Regions from separate parts of the Mus musculus genome. Here region 1 is linked to region 2. A link is a contact called in public HiChIP or PLAC-seq data. All regions are on one chromosome and are shown on one strand. The core of a region is the stretch at or near the end of the contact, and the rest is flanking DNA. Distances in the headings are between cores, read along the strand shown.

Region 1 (5,090 bases), core at 1,209-3,708, 180 kb after region 2:
AACACATAGCTGTGCTTTAGGCTGATGCACCCGTGTCCTGTGACGGCAGGACAGGGAGGCTGTGTGCTCGAGACCCATCTAGACCTTGCCCTGTTTGTGTCTTTATTTGACTGCTTCTGATTCTTTTTCTTTTGAATAAAGTTCAAATCATAAGTGCGACATTGTCCTGCCTTTTGCAAAACGACCAAAATGGGAGGGAGGCAGGTCACAGTCTCTACCAGGATTTGCAGGTATTCGGCAGTGTGTGGAGCCTGAGGCCAGGCAAAGCATGGGGAAGGGGGGCGGCGGGGGTGGAGGTACTATGTCCCTTAACATGGGGCACCACACTTAACTCTAAAATGGCTGGCGTATTCTCCCTGTGCAGTACAGCGGTGCTGCTGGGACAGAGGGACCTGCAAGGATGAGCAGCCGCAGCCGGTGGCTCGCATCAGTTCTTTTAACAAACCATTCCTTAGATTTGCTTCTTCACTTAGCCTGGGAAGACCCGCAATGTCAGAGACTCTTTAGAGATGCCATTTCATCTGTCCCGGAACACTGTCATTCAGATAAGACTCAAGAGTGGTAACTCAGTCAAGGCAAGCCATGTGTGTGAATGTGGAAATGTGTCCATGTGAGTGTAGGTGCACCCTGAAGTCTGGAAGAGAGCTGGGGTCCTCTGGAGCTCTGGGTGCTGATGAGCCCCACTACACAAGTACTGGCAAGAGGGGGAAGCTTAACTGCTGAGCTAGCTCTTCAGCCCCAAAGGCGGGGCTATTGTTTGAAACAGTCTCCTTTAACCCACACTTGAACCTGCGAGTGACCTAAGATCCCTCATCCCCCTGCTTCCTCCTCCCAAATGCTGGGAACAACTTTAAAGTTGTCTGTGGTCTATTAGAGTGACCCCTGGTGGAGATTGTGTCAGGGTGGAAACAAGTGTGTGTTAAAATGAACATTGAAGTTAGCACTGCGCGTGCGTCTGAGAACTCATGACAAGGTGCATGACGCTTGTCGCAGGGAATGAGGCAGCCAAGCTGACCAGATAAGAGGAAGGACAGGGTTGGGAGGTGGGGTGGGGATGCTACAGACAAACAAGGCCGGTCTTGGCCAGCTCCAGCAGCCTGGGGAATCCCTTATGGCAAGCACAAAGCACTTTTGCCCTTTCACAAAAGGAGTTAGAACACCTTCGAAGAAAGCCTTCCCCCATTCCAAGATCACCCCAAGAAGGAGAGAGAGGAGAAAACCAAGCAATGTCACAACCACTTCTTGGCACCTTTATCCCCACATGGTCAGGCCCTGTTAAACATCCTTGCAGCCATAGATAGGCGTGTTTTGCTACACTAGGAACTATGTTCGCAAAAGACATGGTTAAATCATTAACATTTGGTTTTGATACCCCTTCCCTTCTGTGGAGATAGGGAGGAAGTACCCTCAAAAGGAGAGATTCAAGGTCAACCTCAAAAGGTTCATCATAATAAAGGGAAGAGGGTCACCACATAAATATTCATGACAACTTCTTTAAAGGCCTGGGGGGGGGGGGATGGCTCAAAGAGTAAGGGAACTGGCGTTCGGGCCTAAATGGTCAGAGTCCCGTCCCTGGGAGCCATGAGCTAGAAAGAGGTGAATCCATCCTCTGACCTCCACATGTGCACCCACACACAAAATGAATAAATAAATATCAGAAACGTCTTTACAATCCTCAACACAGAGCCGAGGAAGCTGCTTCTAGCCTTCTGGCAGCCCGCTTGGCTGTCCTTGGCGTGTCTACTTTATCTGAGCTTGGCTCGTGATACTTCAGTTCACAGATTGAAAGAGCTTGCTGCTCTTGCAGAAATCTGGAGTTCCACTCCTGGCACCCACATGGGCTCACAAACACCAGTATCTCCGGTCCTGGAGGATCCAACTGTCACTGGACTCCATGGGAATGAGATGGGGATGTGCAGATAAGTGGATATCAGTCTTACAAAGAAGAAAATAGGCTTTTAAGCAAGGCATTAGTGGAGAGAAGGATGCCTTGGAAAAAAACCAGTACACACCCAAGTCCTGGGTGTGGGTGCTCAAGAGAGACCTGTTCTTACCTGCCAACAATAGCCAAGTATACTGTTTTGGTGGCTCTGGGAGTTATCATTCAAAGTGTTTCTAAGGAAGCTATTATCAGAGCATAGGAAAGTCCTGAAGGGCACTGGGCAGAGATAAGGCAGAGCTGTAAATGGTAGCAATGAAAGAATCCTTACCGTGGTGTGTCACAAGGGATAGTAAACAAAGCTTATAATCTTTACGAGAGTCTAAGGATGTTACAGGGCAACTCTCTAGATCAAGTGTGCTCAGAGGGCCAGTGAGATGGATCAGTGGGAAGAGATGCTTGCTGCTGAGCCTGCGGAGCCTGTGACCCACGTGGCAGGAGAGAGCTGATTTCTGCTGGTTGTCTTCTGACTTCTGTGTGTGCCTCGTGCCCCACCCTCGTGGACTACGCTCACAGCCTTGGTTGCTTAGCAAGATCTGTCAAAAAGGAGAGGGGAGGAGGGAGAGAGGAAGAAGGAGAGAGCACTCACCTACACATGCAGGCAAGGCAAGAAAAATAAGGGTGTGTGTAGCTCCTTTAGCAGATCGCCTGCTCAGATTGTAAAAGGACCTGGTGGCGCAGGCCTTTAGTCTCAGCACTCTGGAGACAGAGACAGGCAGATCTCTCTGAGTTTGAGGCTAACCTGGTCTATATAATAAGTTCCAGGACAGACAGGGTTGCTATCCAGAAAAATATTGCCTTTAAAAGAAAAAAAAAAAAAGCGCAAGAAGACTTGAACCCTTAGAACTAAACCTGGCATGATATTGCTTATATTCCAGGGCTTGGATGGTGAATACAATACAATAAAATACAATACAACACAACACAATACAATACAACACATTATCCTTGGCTGTGCAGGGAGCTAGAGGGGTTAATGCAGAGCTTTTACTTTAAGAGTCATAGGTAACATCTGTGGAGCCCGTGAAAAGTATATTTAATTTTACAATAGAAACAGGACTTGTTTTGCTTTGTTTAAAAAAAATGGGTTTTTGATGCACCATGTTATAGCCTCAAATTCACTATCTTCCTGCCTCAGTTTCCTGAGTGCTGAGACTGTAGATGTATGCCCTCTGTGGTGGTTTGAATACGAATGGCTACTGCCACAGGCTCATATATTTGAAGGTTTAGTCACTAGGGAATGGAACTGTTTGAAAGGAAAGGATCAACAGGTGTGACTAGGCTCAGGTTCTCTCTCTCTCTCTCTCTCTCTTTCTCTCTCCCTCTCTCTCTCTCTCTCTCTCCCTCCCTCCCTCCCTCTCTTCCCTTTTGGATCAGGCTCCAGGATATCATGCTCCCTGCCGTGACAACAATGGAGGAATCCTCTGACGCTGCAAACAAGCCCCCAATCAAATGCTTCCTTTTTATAAGAGTTGCCTCAGTGGTCATGGTGGCTCTTCACAGCAATAGCACACTGACTAAGACACCGTTCTACTAGGCTAGCAGAACCTTACTGGCAAAGTTCCAAGACAACTCAGGACACCACATTCCAGAGTGCCAGAGTCAGGGCGTTGGTGTTTGTATGTCTTCTTTCTGGCCTTTCTCTCACCTCTTCTAAAGCAACTTGTATTCAACTAACTGTGAGAGGATCCATAGAAACGACCTCATCTAATGTCTAAAAAATATTATTTCGAGCCGGGCGTGGTGGTGCACGCCTTTAATCCCAGCTCTCAGGAGGCAGAGGCAGGCGGATTTCTGAGTTCGAGGCCAGCCTGGTCTACAAAGTGAGTTCCAGGACAGCCAGGGCTAAAAAGAGCAGTGTCTGCTCTTCCAGAGGTCCTGAGTTCAATTCCCAGCAACCCATAGTGGCTCACAACCATCTGTAATGGGATTGAATGCCCTCTTCTGTTGTGTCTGAAGGCAGCTACAGTGTACTTATAAATACATAAATATATCTTTTTAAAAAAGAATTAAAAAAAATCTAAAGCCCTAGTCTGGCTTCTAGGGCACCTGCACTGACACTCACACAACTGTGTACAGACAGATGTACAGCCACATGAACATAATAATGTAAATCCTGTCACACACACACACACACACACACACACACACACACACACACACACACACTGACGCACACTGACGCACAAACATCTAAATTTACTACAGAAACAGGAAGTGTTAACTGTGCAGTCCCTCCCAGAGTAACACTCTAAGAAATGTCAACAGAAAGGTTGGCCTGCCCCTGGATGCTTGTGGCTGCTGTGTAACTGAACTTTGTCCTATGAGCCCAATGGCTGGGTGGATCAGTTTCTAGTTCCCCGTTTCTTCCTTCTTTCTAGTGACGCATAATGAGTCTGTTTCAAGATAGACCTTTAAGCACACTCCAGCAGTGCCCGGGAGTGACTTCTTCTCCGTCACTTGCCTGGAAGGCAGCCAGCAAAGCAGCCGGAGGTCCAGATGCCACAGGATTGGGAGGAAAAGAGAATTTTGCCTCTGGACACTGAAAGTAGGTCAGAAGTCACTGCTAGAGTTCCAGTTTACTGCTGCCTTCTCATATTGGTGTTTGAACATAGGGGCGTGGACATATTAGGGGAGCATCCGCTATTACTGAGTGACATTCCAGGGATGCTTTGTTTATTTATAAGATTTATTTATTTACTTATTTTATGTATATGAGCACACTGTAGCTGTACAGATGGCTGTGAGCCACCGTGTGGTTGCTGGGAATTGAATTTACGACCTCTGCTCTCTCCAGCCCTGTTCACTCCAGCCCAAAGATTTACTTATTATCATTATAAATAAGTACACTGTAGCTGTCTTCAGACACACCAGATGAGGACATCGGATCTCATTATGGATGGTTGTGAGCCACCATTTGGTTGCTGGGATTTGAACTCAGGACCTCTGGAAGAATAGCCAGTGCTCTTAACCGCTGAGCCATCTCTCCAGCCCGGGATGTTTTATTTTTGAGACAGAGTCTCACTGATTCGTCCAGGCTGGCCTTGAACTCACTCTGTGCTCCAGGCAGGCCTCAATCTCACTCTGTGGTCCAGGCAGGCCTCAATCTCACGCTCTAATCCAGACAGCTTGTAAACTTCCTGCCTCAGTT
Region 2 (4,736 bases), core at 900-3,399:
GCCAATTACTTCTGAACCCCGGCGATAAACACTAATAAGTTGTTAAGTTCTAACAGCAAGGGGCTAGAAAACTACTCAGGCGCTGGGGGCTGGTGAAGCACCAGCCATTCATACAATGCACAATGCAGTTAAAACAATGTTTTTAAAAACCAGCACGGGAAAATTAAATTGTTAAATATTTAGAAGTATTAATTAAGACACCACAATCTTGGCTTGTTTAGTAATCACAGGGTGTGAGGTGAGGGGAATGAGCATGCTCACACACAGCCGCTCAGGGCGGGCTGCCTGCCTGCCTGCCTGCCTGCGCTTCTGCCCCAGGCTCTCTGGATTTTACAGCAGCTGAGCTCAGCTAAGTCATCTAGACACCTTTACAGTGAGGAGCAGGGAGGCTCTGGCGCTCACTCCTCCAACTGATGTTTTCTAGCATTCAGGGAAGACCGAGCCCCAACCCACACAGAGCAGCCTGGAGGACCCAGAAAGCAGGGAAGTGAGGGAAGATGGTCTTCCTGCAGCTTCCCAGCTTGGTCCATCTAATGGAATTCGCTGGCATCCTTTAACCCTGTCACTGAGGGAACTTTGAGCTCCCACAGAATCCAGGGTACAGGGAGGTCACTGCCCTTACCTTTGGCACCTCGATCTCCCAGATGATAAGGTCAACCTTCTTAGGGTTGGAGCCTGCCTGGACACTCTGGGGGCTATCGGGCTTGGTAAGCCCGCAACAGCTATCCACTGAATCCATACTGTTCCCGTCAGAACCTGCAGGGGAGGAAGTGACATATATACACACACACACACAGACACCAGCTCAGCCGTAACTATCAAAGCTTCCCAAATTTACAATTCTGGGGGGTCCTGCACACATATACCCCTCTGCAAGCTTGGCAGACACCACAGACTAGAAGGCTCAGGCAACCCAATGAAAGGAGGCTTAGCGTACTAAGGCACCTAATTTTAGCCCGTCACTAAACAGTCCTGCTTGCTTATCTGGCAGCCGTGCCTAGCCACAGCTGCTAGGACAGACACACACGTGGTAAGCTAGGAAGAGGTACACTCTATACCCAGGGAGGGGCTTATACAGGGTATATCGGGGAAGGGAGCCAACAAGATGACTCACAGATCTACATAGTTCCAGAAGCAAGCCTTGACCTTCTTGTCACAATCACCTTAATCCCTTTCCAAATGTCCCAGCCCCTCAGACCAAGGATCTCTAGTCTCCAAGGACAAGGCTTCGGGGAGAGGGTGTCCTGGGTATGTTGGGCAATCACAGTAAGATAGCCTTCTGAGGGTCCCATTTCTCCGGCCTGCTGAGGGCCTGCTAATCTCTGCCAGGTAAAAACAAAGGCAGGTGGGCCTCCTTCCTTCCCCTTTTGGGACAGGCTTGTGAAGCTCTGAATATGGGATGATTCAAAAGGCCCTTGGTGAGAGAAACCAACGCTTACTCCAAGAGAACAGTGGAGAATGTGACTCTGGAACCAACTTAGGCCACTCAACTCTTCCATAGGACATGACAAAAGGAAGAGGAGAAGGAGGAAGAAGAAGAGGAAGAGGAAGAGGAGATCAAATAAACACCAGGGACATCCAGGGCAAGTTAGGAGATACGGCCCTGGCTGAAATACCAAACTCAATGGGGCCTGAAACACATCACTCCTGTAAGCCTATTTCCCACCTGGTTTCCCCAAACTCAGGACATGATTCTTTTCCAAGCAATCCATACACTGTCTGGATATAAAAGACTATGCCTGCCGGGCGGTGGTGGTGCACCCCTTTAATCCCAGCACTCAGGAGGCAGAGGCAGGTGGATCTCTGAGTTCGAGGCCAGCCTGGTCTACAAAGTGAGTTCCAGGACAGCCAGGACGACACAGAGAAACCCTGTCTCGGAAAAAAAAAAAAAAAAAAAAAGACTATGCCACTCTCCACCCCTAGACAAGGAAGAGACCTCCAAGGTGATCTCCCTCAAGTGACCTCCCTCAGCACGAGACTTCCGGCAGAGGACATCACCCACCCACACGAGAAAGCAGCACCTTGGGCGGCCATCTTGAAGTAAAATAGGCTGGTGGGGGATTTTACCACAAAGCCCCTAACCTCTGTCCAAGAGAACTAGACTAGCCAATACCTGCGTGTCAGTGGCTCCCAGGAGTAACTCAGAGCCACGCCAGGCCTTGTTCCCAGCCCAGCCCCTTACCTCCGGCCTCTAGGGAAGCACACAAGCAGGGTTAAGGCTAACCTGAAAACACCAGTGTGGCTTGGCACCCGCTGAACACGCCCCAGTCACTACCCCCAGGCTATGACTGATGGGCTACCCTGCCTCCCCACCCATTGATTAAGGTCTCTTCTCTAGAGCTATGCTCAGAAGCCTCAGGCATCCACACAGCTACAAACCTGAGGGGCTCATTCATTACAATAATGGGCACCGGACAAATAGAAAACTCTTTATTCTTTATTCTTAAAATATTTTTAAAAGCCTTCCTTTTTGCCCATTTTAAGATGCAGATCTATCTTTCTTTTATTTTTTAATTTAACTTTATTTTTTTTATTTTTTTATTTTTTTGGTTTTTTGAGACAGGGTTTCTCTGTATAGCCCTGGCTGTCCTGGAACTCACTTTGTAGACCAGGCTGGCCTTGAACTCAGAAATCCGCCTGCCTCTGCCTCCCGAGTGCTGGGATTAAAGGCGTGCGCCACCACGCCCGATCATTCTTTTTTTTAATCTTAGCCTTTTAGCACTATAGCATAAGATGTATAATACATTATCTGGCCTCCACAGTTACAATGGGCAGAAAGAAGGTACTTCCTTTTAGAGGTATGTTAAGTCACCATGGTCTCAAGTCTCAAGCAACAGCATCTTGGGTGTAAAAATCCCGAAGTGTGGTACCCCCACCCCAGATTCTAATGACAATAGTAAAACACCCGAGACAAATGCCCAAGCTTCCTGGACGAAACCGGTTGGGAACACTCCGGGCCAAACAAGCCATGACCTGCTTGGAGGTCACTAGGAGAGAACACACCCCGGGGAGCTGCAAAGCAGGGTCAGGAGCTGCTGCTGACCTGTAAGTTAGCGGTCTGAACTGTCTACGCTGGCTGGGGTCAGCACTCGAAAAACCCAGTGCACCCTCCGTTACCAAAGTGCCCTCTTTCCTGGGGTGGAGCTGCAACTGCACAGAGAAAGGACGGCTGAGGCTCTGCAAAGGAGGCGATCACAGCAACAACCGCAGACAGCTCGAGCCTCCCACCAGCGCTCGAAGCTGCGGCTGTCCTGGGTGAACTTACCCTTCGAGGGCTTCTGAGGAGAGCAGGTGGAGACACGGAACAAGCACATAAGTAAAGGAAGTCGGCCATTAAGAGATGCTCACCCATTCCTGGCACTTGGGAGGGACCACTAAGGAGGCCCCAAAGGCCCCTCCAAGGGCATGTGTCCAAAGGAGAAGAGGCACTAAGGCTGACTGGTGGACCCAACAGACGTGGTCCCTTCTAAAGGTCTGGGGAGGTTCCCTGGCTAGTGAACCCACGGACAACTCTCATAGCCATTAGGGTCTCATGTGATCACCTGACTTCTCGGGTATCCATCTGTACAGGTGGCTGGATAACACAGGGATGGGCAGCATTGTTTTGTTGCACAAGTGGCAGAAGGTAAGGGTGGCCAGTAGCTTGTTGCCTTCTAGCAAATAATGGGACCCCTCCCAGATTCATCAAGAAAGCACCCCAAGACCTTCCTACCTCCTGAGTGATCTGCTTCTGTATCCATGGTCCATCCATCCTCGGTCCCTAAGTCTGACAGCTCCTCCTTCAGCACCCCGTTGCTGAAGGGCTGAGTACTGACTGGCAGTGGTGGGGTCATAGCTTTGTCTCCGGAGCTTGAGATGGTCTCTGTGCAAGAGTCTTCAAGCCCCGAAGTACTGACAGGATCTGAGCACTGCCCCAAGGAGCTAACTGAAAGGACACTCTGGCTGTTGTTGGCCATACAGGCGACAAAGTTGTCATCACCTCTCGGGTTACTTGCCCCCTCCAGAGACTGCCTCTGGGGGGTGACTGGCGGTGGGCAGGGAGCCAGGGAGATGTGATGTGCAGAGTTCTTTGGCTTCTGGTCCTTGGTGGGGCCTGACAGAGGGCTGCTGAGACAGCTTACATAGGTCTTTGGTGGCAGAGCTTCTGCTGAAGGGCTGGCAGTGGCACCTGTTCTGGTGGAAGCAGGATCTGAGGTGTCTTGTCCCAAGCTAGTTTCCTGGCTGGCTGGAACACAGCTCTCCTCCTTCCCCTTAGGCTGAGTGGCCGAGGTTGGGTGCACTTGTGCCACAGTCTTGCCCACTGTGGTGGCCCGAAACTCTTCAGTTGCTTCCAAGATCACCTGGGAGATGAGCTGGAAGGCAGCCTGCTTAATCTGGTCATTTTCAGGCACGGTCTCGTCTTTGTCCAGCTCTCCAGCCAGGTCTCTATCCGAAGTATTGCTGCTACCTTTGACCTGGGGTTCCAACGCATCCTCGTCCTTAACCGGCTCTGAGTGAACTGGCTCCACAAAGCTACTCGGCAACTTCCCAACAATATATTCTTCCTTCTTTAAAAGTTCAGCTACCTGTGGGGGGCCATGGCTCACCTCTTCTCCCTCACCTCCCCCGGGGGCCAGGATTGGAAACTCACTCTTCTCCACTTCTGAGACACACTCCTGGGACAATAGGCCTTCCTCAGATACATTTTCCCCCAACACAGCATCTCCAGTCCCCTCTGTCCCACCTGTCTCTCTCGC

Evidence for each region. HiChIP or PLAC-seq counts read pairs in DNA pulled down with a chosen protein or histone mark.
Region 1: a contact with region 2 is called in an H3K27ac HiChIP or PLAC-seq map of embryonic stem cells, with 10 read pairs. The contact joins two enhancer-like sites. A contact is called at or near these places in 3 of 484 Hi-C or Micro-C datasets (cortical neurons and embryonic stem cells), 2 of 115 datasets of contacts at active chromatin or transcription factors (both in embryonic stem cells) and 2 of 9 other capture datasets (adipose tissue and embryonic stem cells).

What each region holds. Positions count from the first base shown.
Region 1 is chr11:89,020,138-89,025,227 of GRCm38.p6, forward strand. It overlaps Trim25 (tripartite motif-containing 25), which reads left to right. Exons shown (of 9, transcript NM_009546.2): 9 at 1-156. Among named protein-coding and RNA genes, the nearest start is that of Gm11496, 23 kb to the left of the region's middle. Within about 2 kb of position 2,459, at least 77 of the 459 cell types and tissues checked have an H3K27ac peak or open chromatin away from gene starts, as enhancers often do. A contact at or near this core is called in embryonic stem cells, where this site is marked.
Region 2 is chr11:88,840,547-88,845,282 of GRCm38.p6, forward strand. Akap1 (A kinase (PRKA) anchor protein 1) reads right to left here. Exons shown (of 11, transcript NM_001042541.1): 2 at 3,713-4,736; 3 at 623-756. Among named protein-coding and RNA genes, the nearest start is that of 4930556N13Rik, 8.7 kb to the right of the region's middle. Within about 2 kb of position 2,150, at least 41 of the 459 cell types and tissues checked have an H3K27ac peak or open chromatin away from gene starts, as enhancers often do. A contact at or near this core is called in embryonic stem cells, where this site is marked.